2 separate regions of the Danio rerio genome follow, and region 1 is linked to region 2. A link is a contact called in public Hi-C data. All regions are on one chromosome and are shown on one strand. The core of a region is the stretch at or near the end of the contact, and the rest is flanking DNA. Distances in the headings are between cores, read along the strand shown. Region 1 holds the start of egr3 (early growth response 3). Region 2 overlaps pebp4 (phosphatidylethanolamine binding protein 4).

What was found. A called contact is a pair of places that touch in the nucleus more often than the background predicts.
Region 1: a contact with region 2 is called in a Hi-C map of an unstated tissue, with 4 times the contacts expected there. The contact joins the promoter of egr3 here to the enhancer-like site in region 2. A contact is called at or near these places in 2 of 18 Hi-C or Micro-C datasets (hematopoietic stem cells and an unstated tissue).

The regions. Positions count from the first base shown.
Region 1 is chr8:60,518,849-60,523,884 of GRCz12tu, reverse strand. It overlaps egr3 (early growth response 3), which reads right to left and starts at 1,418. Exons shown (of 2, transcript NM_001002647.1): 1 at 1,088-1,418. The coding sequence starts at 1,241.
Region 2 is chr8:60,485,469-60,491,298 of GRCz12tu, reverse strand. All of the region lies in intron 6 of pebp4 (phosphatidylethanolamine binding protein 4), which reads right to left. Among named protein-coding and RNA genes, the nearest start is that of egr3, 34 kb to the left of the region's middle. Within about 2 kb of position 2,523, at least 19 of the 62 cell types and tissues checked have an H3K27ac peak or open chromatin away from gene starts, as enhancers often do.

The DNA of each region.
Region 1 (5,036 bases), core at 169-2,668, 34 kb before region 2:
ATAATTGACATTTGAAAGGCGCGTGAATAAAGTGAACAATAACACAAAGACTACGCGATTTGATTGTAATAATATATTTTGTGAATATATATATTTTAAATGAGATGTTTCACGTGTTCTCACGGGCTGTTTGAAGACAAGCGCGCATCTAAACGCCTACCCGCGCGTGTGGAGGGTCAGAAAGAGGGTCAATCCTGTATTATGCACTGACTAATCAAAACCTTAAAATATTGGCAATGGCATAACTAAATACAATATATGGACACAACTAAATATCTATAATAGACTGAAAGAATCACGGAGGCAACCCGAAATTACGCGTTTTAGATCAAATAAAGCACATAGTGAAAAACGAAACGGCTTCCAATGCTATTTCACGTGATTAATATATAAATGTTTCTAAAAATTAATATATTTCATGGCTGTATGTGTATTTTAAGTAAATAACAAGGAGGCTCCGCGCGTCCCGTGACGCGTGGGTTTGAAGTGATACCTATTAGCTACCTGATATTACCTGTCCACTTTACACTCATATCACGTGACGGGAACATTTTAACTAAAGCCACACACCTTCACGAAATACAATTTCACCACAAACCAAACGCAATTAAATCGCAGAATTACACTGAAGGAAAAAAGCGCAAAGCCCACAAAGCAGATTTGTCTATAAAATCATTAAATGCATGCTTAATATAATGTCATGATAATACATTTGATTATAATAACAACAGCGCTATTTATTTATAAACAATGTCTTGAAATAATTGCGTATTATACGCATTGTTTAATATTATTATTAGCCTTCTAAGTAGACTAACTCTAAAATAAAGTCTTTGATTAGAGAAGAACAATTGCATGAAGTAATGCTTAGCATTTTTTTTCGACATGGAAAGTCTCTGTTAGCAGTATGAGGAGTTGTGTTATTATTAAACTACTGTAACAGTCGCGCACTACTCGCGCGTTAACAGGTGCCGCGGGGCCGAGCAGCGCGCTCTCCACGGCAACTGATGCCCCACTAAGCACACCAAACAGCAGCTTACAAACTCCAACAACAGCTTGACTCTAAAACTTTTGCTTTCCTCCTTACCTGTATTCATCTGCGAGTAGTGCGAAATGGAGTCCGGGTTTGCGAAAATGTTCATAGAAGTTGGGATGTCTTCTTCTGGGTAGAGACTGTCAGGTATGGTGTTGATTAAACTGCTCATGGTAATAGGGATCTTGTCCGCTAGTTTACCTGTCATAGCAGTTCTTCAGGCTGTCATTAATGAGCGCGCACAGGTGTTCAATCCCGATCCGTCTTCAGAAATCACCCGAAAAGCGACAGCAGGAGACCCTCGAAGCCTTGGAAATTAAATCCGAGCGCGCGACGGGCACGGCGCTGATGTCTCTTCGCGAGGAGGGTTGTTTTTTTGTGCGTGATTTCTGTCAAGTGTTATTGTCTCTGGAACAGTGGAGAGATGATGTTGTTGGTGGTGGTGGTGATTGCACAAGTGTAGCGCTGCTCGCTCTATTGCGAGCGCAGGGAACTCCAACGCTTTCTTGTTCTGCGGGGGGACGGAACAACTTCGTGACGTAGATGACCATTTATGGACACACAAAGCTAGACGGCCGCGCGACGTCACATGGAAGCTCCTCATAGTGGAACATTACAGTCGGCAGCAGGAAGATAAGCGCACGGCGGAGCAGCGAAAGGGACATTTTCATCGGTTTGGGCGACAATTGGAAGAGGGAAACTGTTTTAAAGACACACTGTGAACGTGGATCTCTCTGGATCTGTCAGAGCGCGCGACAGCGAGCAGCGGGAAACTTTTACACTGCATGAAGCTGCACTTGAAAATGCATAGGAAAAGTGAATTTACTTATAAAAAAGCGGAGAATTGATAAAGAAAATGCATTTCATTAATTTTATAATAGTTAGAATATTATTAAGTAAGCTGCAACATAGCCAGCATTGCAATTAGGGTGCATTCTGCCTGATTTCAGCGGTCGTAAAGAGGAGCAAATGAACTATTTTTCCAAGTGAAAATATTATATAATGAATTATAATAGTAATGCTTTTTTATGACTGATTTAAATTGACACTCAAATGTTTTACAATGATAAGCGCCAGATTAAGAGCATCTGTGATGTATGCTATACATTGCATAATATTGCAAAAGTAAATGCACAATTACATGCCACGCGCTTTTATTTTCATTTTTTATTCTTATTTTTAAAAAAAATCAATAAACCTTTCATGACAATGGCTTCATCTAAAGCAACATGTCATCAAATTCTAACATTTAACTTTAAACTAGTGCACTTATTACAAAGTACATTCCAGTGACCACCTGTTAGCAGTTCTCAGTGCTCTTTATATGGTCAGCGTGGGCTGTCGGACAGTATTTTAAAAGATGACAGATCCATGAGAAACTATAGCTTCTTGAAAAGCAATCACATGTGGAAGTGGAATTGGAAGTAAAAATGAAAATCCAACTTAATCATTGGTAAAAAGTCAGCTAAGTGGTTATTGACTGCAACAGATGATCTAGTCCAGGAGAAGCAACAGTAACTGAGTCTCAGTGTCTGCCAGAGAGTTAATCGCGTGTAAATATTGCAGGCGCGCGGCAATTCTGTAGGCTTGGCTTTGGCCTCGAGCGCCAAGTTCGCCACTGAAGTGGAAACTCCAAATAAGGGCATGATCCGGCCACGCCCCTCGCTGTCTGTATTTGGTGTGCGAGGTTCCGGTTAAGAGAGCTGCAAAGTGGAAAAGCGATCGGAACCCGCAGCCATTAAAGGGACCGCAGAGGGCAAAACGTCATGGGTCGCGTTTCACCAATTTAGAAGCAGGGAGAAAATATCTTATCTGAGACTTTAGAAGTATTACAAAAACTGTCCCTTGTTGCAGATGGTTGACTTTGTGTAGGGAGGATAACAGTGAAGGGGAAACACAGATCCTCCCAGCCCATAGTTCAAACAACTAAAAATATTTATAATGTATGTTAATGCACAAATATTAGTACTGTTTATTACATATTTCCATTAATCTACTTCAAATGTTGACTATAATATAATATAATATAATATATGAAAATATTATCAAATTACAGATTATTACCGATTTATAGAATAAAACAAATTTTACTCAAACTGATACTACTTATAACTGATGGACATATATGAAAAAAAATGTAAATACAAATAAGCAAGACATCCTGTGTTGTAATAAACATCAAATTAAATGAAATATTTAATAAAGCATATCAAAAATTCAGGTAAACATTTTACAAATTTTGTCTGACTTCTAACTATTAAATATAATATTATTATATTTATAATAATAATAATAATAATAATAATAAGTTATTATGCTAAATTAATTATACATAAATAAAAAGTTATTGCTGACAAGACTGTGTGTGTGTATATATATATATATATATATATATATATATATATATATATATATATATATATATATAAGAGAATATTATTTATCGAGTTATTTTATATTTATTTATTAGTATTGAATTATAGATTATTTATAGAATTTAAATGTCTATTTTTATTTATTTATTTATATTGATTGTGTGTAGTGTGTATGTGTGTGCGTGTGTATATATATATATATATATATATATATATATATATATATATATATATATATATATATATATATATATATATATATATATATATATAATGTACATAATTAATTTTACATAATTAATTTTTATAAGTTAAGTTTTCCATATATATAATTGAACTAAGATTATATATATATATATATATATATATATATATATATATATATATATATATATATATATATATATATATATATATATATATATATATTTTTTTTTTTATAATAGATATATGATAGGTAATATAATTTTTTCGCACACACGCACGCACGTGCACACACACACACACACACATATACATTATTTGAACAACAAAATTAAAATTTAGGCAATAAATATACATTTTTTGCAGTTTTTCTACAGTTTTTTACATTATTTTCGAATACATTTTAAAATATTTATAATGTATGTTATTGTACAAATATTAATATTGTTTATTGCATATTTCCATTGATCCACTTCAAATGTTGACTAATAATATAATATAATATAATATAATATAATATAATATAATATAATATAATATAATATAATATAATATAATATAATGTAATATAAAAAACATATATATATATATATATTACAACCCCTACAACAGGAGTCTACAATAAATAATACACATGAATATAAAAAAATTGACAACAATAACAACACACAATGCCATATATTATTAAACACAGAACAAAATAGAATAAGATGACATACTTGTCTGTATGTAATCCAATTAGGAGGCCAGGGTGGCCCGTGAGATTTCCCACGTGTCCAACTAAAATTCCTCGCTCCTCATGGAAGCCAATCAGCGGCACGGCACTCCTATTACCCACCGCCAGCAGGACTCCAGCCTGCCATACCTGCGCTCAAGTGCTCAGAAGATGCTGATGCAATAGACAGAGTGATGAGGTAACAATTTGTACCCGAGACCCGCTTGACATGTGTACGTTGGCCTTCAGTCTGATAAATTATGTACCAAAAATGTGTTCAAAATAATAACTTCATACCCCCCGCCCCCCTACACACACACACACACACACTCTCTAAACCACAAGCCGAATGCACAATGCTGTCATACACAAACTTTTACATCGCCACCTAACATCTAACCACAGAGATGATTAAATGTCATTCAGTGCAACAATAGTCTGTGTACCAAAAATTTGTGTCAGACATATTTAGAGCAAGAGTCATCTGATGACATATAAAGGTCAAAGAAAATACAATTAAAATAAGATGCCATTTAAAATTTGTCCCTGGGTTTTACCCACTTGTTAGCAATCAATTTTTATTTATTTATAATATGCTTCAGTTATTATAATGCATCTTTTAAATATATTTTAATAATTCGAAATCAGATAAAACGTGTAAAATGTTTAATTAAAATGCTTTATCTATTACAACAACGGATGTCTCGCC
Region 2 (5,830 bases), core at 1,274-3,773:
TCTTACTATGTGTCCAAAATGTCACATTTGATGATTTTTGAAGGTCATATTTTATTTTATACAACAGTTCTGTCTGGTTCTTGATTCTGATTGGCTGGTGTGATATTCTTTATAGGCCGGTCGGTCAGTGAGTCAGTCAGTCGACAATGTCCTTTGGTGGTTTTACGTGAGAGGAGCAGGCGTGAATGGCACTCACGAGAGAAACTTCAGATCTGAAAAAGTGTACACAGCGGCCTCAAACAAAAACTAAAACTCCAGAAATGTATTCAGGGGTTCGTATCCATAATGAGCCAGAGTTGAAAAAAAAGATATATATGGCCAGGATGGCAGATATATAAGATATATAAGGCAGGGCAACCATGAGAGTTGCAGAGAGCTAGCTGCCGGATATATATATCAGGGGCGTCGTGGTGGCGCAGTGGGCAGTACAATGGTCACTGTATGGAGTTTGCTGTGTTTCCATGGTTGCTCTGGTTTCCCCTGCAGTCCACAGTCCTGTGGCGACTTCTGATTAATAAAGGGACTAAGTCAAAAAGAACATGAATGATTATTAATATCGAATACAAATCATATATGAATACAAATATATATGTGAATATTATGGTTTTGTTTTTTCGTAATTTTATATATTTTTATATATTTTATATTTAAAAAAAGCAAATATATTTAAATATATGTCAATATGTTAACATATTAAAAAATTTAAAAATTATATTTTATTTGAAAATATTTTTTATATTTTGTTCCATTTATAAATAAACAGAATATTTATACACCGTAAATCCAAACTTTTAATTCAGATGTGATTATTTGCGGTTAATCGCTTGGCAGCACAAACTGTCGGTATTTTTTTGTCAGTGTTTATTCAAAAAGTAGATAGCACATTGTGATGGTGCAATATGCTACCCAACAGATTTGATATGAAGCTGTAATATCACCTTAACCTACCTAAGCCCATCCTTAGTACTATTCAAATAGTGTTGGTAGCATAATCTGATAGGTAGGATAAAATGTCAGGACATCAGCAGTGAAATCACAACTCCAATGAAGCCGCCATATATATATATACAGTTGAAGTCAGAATTATTAGCCCCCTTTTGATTTTATTTTTCTAAATATTTCCCAAATTATTTTTAACAGAGCAAGGAAATTTTCACATTGTGTCTGATAATATTTTTTCTTCTGGAGAAAGTCTTATTTGTTTTATTTCGGCTAGAATAAAAGCAGTTATTAATTTTTTAAAAAACATTTTTGGGACAAAATTATTAGCCCCTTTAAGCTAATTTTTTTTTCGATAATCTACAGAACAAACCATCGTTATACAATAACTTGCCTAATTACCCTAACCTGCCTAGTTAATCTAATTAACCCAGTTAAGCCTTTAAATGTCACTTTAAGCTGTATAGAAGTGTCTTGAAAAATATCAAGTAAAATATTATTTATATTCATCATGACAAAGATAAAATAAATCAGTTATTAGAAATGAGGTATTAAAACTATTATGCTTAGAAATGTGTTGAAACAATCTTCCCCCCATTAAACAGAAATTGGTAAAAAAAATAAAAATAAACAGGGGCGCTAATAATTCAGGGGCGCTAATAATTCAGGGGCGCTAATAATTCAGGGGGGCTTATAATTCTGACTTCAACTATATATATATATATATATATATATATATATATATATATATATATATATATATATATATATATATATATATATATATATATGTATATATATGCAAAAACCACTAAGGGCCATCTGAAATCTTCTTCCAAAATTTAGCAATTTTCTTTAGTAATTTCAATTTTATGGCAAAGAATAGGTTATATTATTTGCTTTTAACATGAAATAACTGAACATAGCATGAGAGGTTGAGAAAAATGCTTGTTGTAGAAAAAAACTCCAAATGGCAATATTTTGCATCCTAACTTTTCAAATTTAGAGTCTGTAAGCTGAAACTTGTGAGTCTGACTGATTCGCACTAGACCACTGGCACGTAAAAATAAAAATAATAAACAACATATTGATGCCTATTGGACAAAAATATGCCAGATGAGTTCATATGATCCCCTCAGTATGAGCCATCCAGCAAATATGCAGATGAAGAGGGCGAGTTTTCTTCAACGGGACTGAATCACGAGCACTGAGTCACAACCAAACTATGCCTGCGTTACGACACCAATGACATCAGTTCAATCCATCGAGTGTTTAGGCTGATCTGTTTATGTGCTGCTATTAAAAATCCAGACATCGTTCTGCGTATACAGTTTATTTAGGCCGTTGGGGAAGCCCCGATGTAAGCTGCGGTTAACTGGGGAAAGAGCCCATCAGTTTAATAGTCTGGCCTCTGCTAGTACTGCTAACAGGTTGTTGACGGTGCGATGTCATCATGGAGTGGAGAGGGCGGAGTTGTTAGCCAATGTGTCGAATTATAGACGTGGCTAAAAATAGTGCGTCTTGTGTGTGTTTGGGTTAATTCGGTCTCTTTCCATTTCTCAATCTGTCGACTCATGGAAAGAGAGATAGGAAGTGGGGAGTGATGCGGCACTTTCTTCCTCTGCTCAACTCCACCCTTTTGCTTTGTGCAATACAGGAAGTTGTGTTTTGTGGTGAGATGTCTTTATGACTTAAAGGAGCACTTTATAGTGTGGTAAACATATATAGATCAATGCATTGAATTTTCTTTACTGTTTTTTTAAGGTAAGTGGTTGCAAACTATTTATATGTTCTGAATTTATACAAATAAATTAAATGTTGTAATGTTCAACTTAATGGGCTCTATTTTGATGGTCCATGCGCAGAGTGCAAAACGCAGGGCTCAAACGCTTTCAGCGTGTGTCAGAACGCATTTTTGCTAATTTAAGGATGGGAAAATCTGCTTTGCGCCATGGTGCATGGTCTAAAAGTGTTGAGTTTATTTTCTTAATGAGTTATAGGTGTGTTTTGAGAATAAACTAATTAGAGTCTCATCTCCCATTCCCTTTAAGAGCCAGCTGCGTCGCGCCAAGAGCGCATTTTGATGTAAAGTAAGTTCACTTTCGCTTTTGCTCTTGTGGATAGGGAAACCTTTACGCACACACATCAATTAGCCTATAAATAATTAATTTTGTTTGTTAAGCGCAAAGATTTGTTTCAAAACTATTTCTAAATTCAGTTCTAATTTCCAGCAAACGAATAAATGAACAATAATAACCAAGTGTGGTCAGAATACTGAGTTATTTCCAAATACACCTGCCATGCCCCATAAGGTATAAATTTGACAGGTGGACAAATCTAAGCTTGTTTTTAATAAAACAAATATAAATATGGATATAATAAATAATACTGCTAATAATAATAACATTATACAAAAGCAAATTGAATGAACTGAAAAAGCCTTCTGAGATGAAGAAAGTAAGGCAGTGGTTTTTAAATCTTCATGTAGGCTAGAAATTAATATGTTTTGTAATATTTTAATCATTCATATTTATATCCTGTATATATCCTTAATATATATATATATATATATATATATATATATATATATATATATATATATATATATATATATATATATATATATATATATATATATATATCTTTAAGATATTATATATTTTTCATATGTAAAGATATTTGCGTATTGCTCTGCATCTTGTGTGTAGTGTGTAAGCCAGGTGCACTTTGCGTCAGACAATAGACCGACTTTGTTCTGGTCTAAAGATCAGACTATTTACAGTTTCTCAATATAGCAACGCGCCAAAACACGCCTCCTTTTTTAGACCAGAACGCCTATGGGTGCACATTTGAGAGCAAATGCATTTGCTATTTAAACAGCGTGGCGCAACACCTCAAAATGACCCTTGCGACGAGCTAAAAGTAGCAAAAGAGTATTGCGCCGCGCCTTGCGCCACATTGCGCCGGGTGTATGATAGAGCCCAAAATGTTTGTTTAAATTCAGCCCTTATAAATGGTTTGCAACCACTTACCTTTAAAAAAACGTAGTAAAAAGGTAAATCCAGCAAAAGTAAGAAGTAAATTCAATGAATATTTTCTTTCAGTGTGCAACAGCACTAAAAAATGTAGCTTGTTCAAACTACTTCCTTAAAATGAGCTGAATAAACACAGTTCTTGAGTGTTTTTGGCATAACTTAGTTGTTGTATGTTCAGTCTGATTAAATTTGGAAGAACAGTCAACTTAAAGTGCACCTATGGTGAAAAATCTACTTTTCAAGCTGTTTAGACAGACATGTGTGTAGGTATAGTGTATAGACCGTCATATTGGGGTGATGTAAACACACACAGTCCTTTTGTTTTTTCAATTTAACAACATAAAAACGGTGGACCAATTGCAGCCGTTTTCAGATCGACTGCAACTTGAAGTAGGAGTGCGGTCCCCCCGCCCACCAATATTGATTGACAGGCGCATCAACATCCTTAGTTTGTTGTTTCACGTCCGCCATTTTCAGCGTGTGAGTCAAATCGATGTCACTAAATGAAAACCCTTGCTTTATTTTTAGAAGGCTCATTGGGGTCAACACAAGATCAACATTCACCATATGATCGCTCTCATCGGAATTATTGTTTGTAACTTAGTTTGTTTGTAGGTGGGTTTGCAAACGTGTACTTTTCATTGCGTCTACCTTAAACTTCAGCCATGTGCATTTCTCGTGGTCACAGAAGCTCCCTGTGATCTTAACTAGGCGAGCACGTTGCCTCGGGTGGGTGTCTCTCCATTGGAAATAAAATAACAAGCTTGCCTGCAGGTCGCACACCAGAAGCTCCGCTCGGCGACGTGCAGCATCGCGCCATGCATTTTAGAATTATAAACATAGGTTTCTATCAGGGTACACACACAGGTGCTTCAAGTCGGCGGCTGTCTGCGGCGCCCAGCCACGATTATTATTTAAATAACATGCGAATGTGCGTGTCTGATGTGCCTTGTCGCGCCTCTAAGCGGGTCATCCGGTGCCTCAGTCAAAGTTAATTCAGTGTGCGTGGTTATTAGTCTCGGTGTACAAGCTTGGCACTTTAAACTAGCATTGGCTGTAAAACTATACAAAGACACAAATGATTGTGTACTTTCTGCTTGGTCTGTGTCAGAGTCGTATTTGTACGGCTGAATGCTGGTCCTCTCACTCATGCAGCTTCTCTCTGTCTGCCTGTCCGTTGCCAAACACAGCGAGGGGGAGCTCTTGGCTCCGCCCCCTTGTTATGCTGGGCTGGAATTCGAAACTAATTTTCATGTGACGCTACACGCCCCTAAAACAGGGAGCTGTGTACACGCCCCCAACATGACACTTTTTAACACATTATAATAAAAAAATCTGAACTGTGTGTTGAACTGAACCTAAACTGGCACACTCAGAACAACCATAATATTAATAATAAATCTGAAAAAAGGGGTAAACTATGTGCCCTTTAATTGATTTGTTTTGGAACAACGTGAAGAACCCAGCATTTTTACAGTGTAAAGAGCACCAGTGTACATTGTTAAAGTTGCTGGACTTCACACAATTCCTTCATGTTGTCCCAACACAGACTGATTGAAGCCTGGTTTATACTCGACACGTCCACTTGAGTGTGCGCAGCGAATGTGACGTCATTTCGGAGTTTGTGGATGTTCTCTTTAATTTGTCATGGTTAATTAATCGTGAAGGCTTCTCAACACCATGTTTCTGCACGAAACACAACTGCTGCAAATTTAAGTGATGCAAACTGAGTGCTAGTTTGAAGTTCAGAGCTTGTACTGTACACCATGCACACTATCTTAACTATGGCTAAGGCTATTAACTAAGGGCCAGTCACATATCACGTCTTTTGCACACGCAAGTTCGTTATTTCCAAT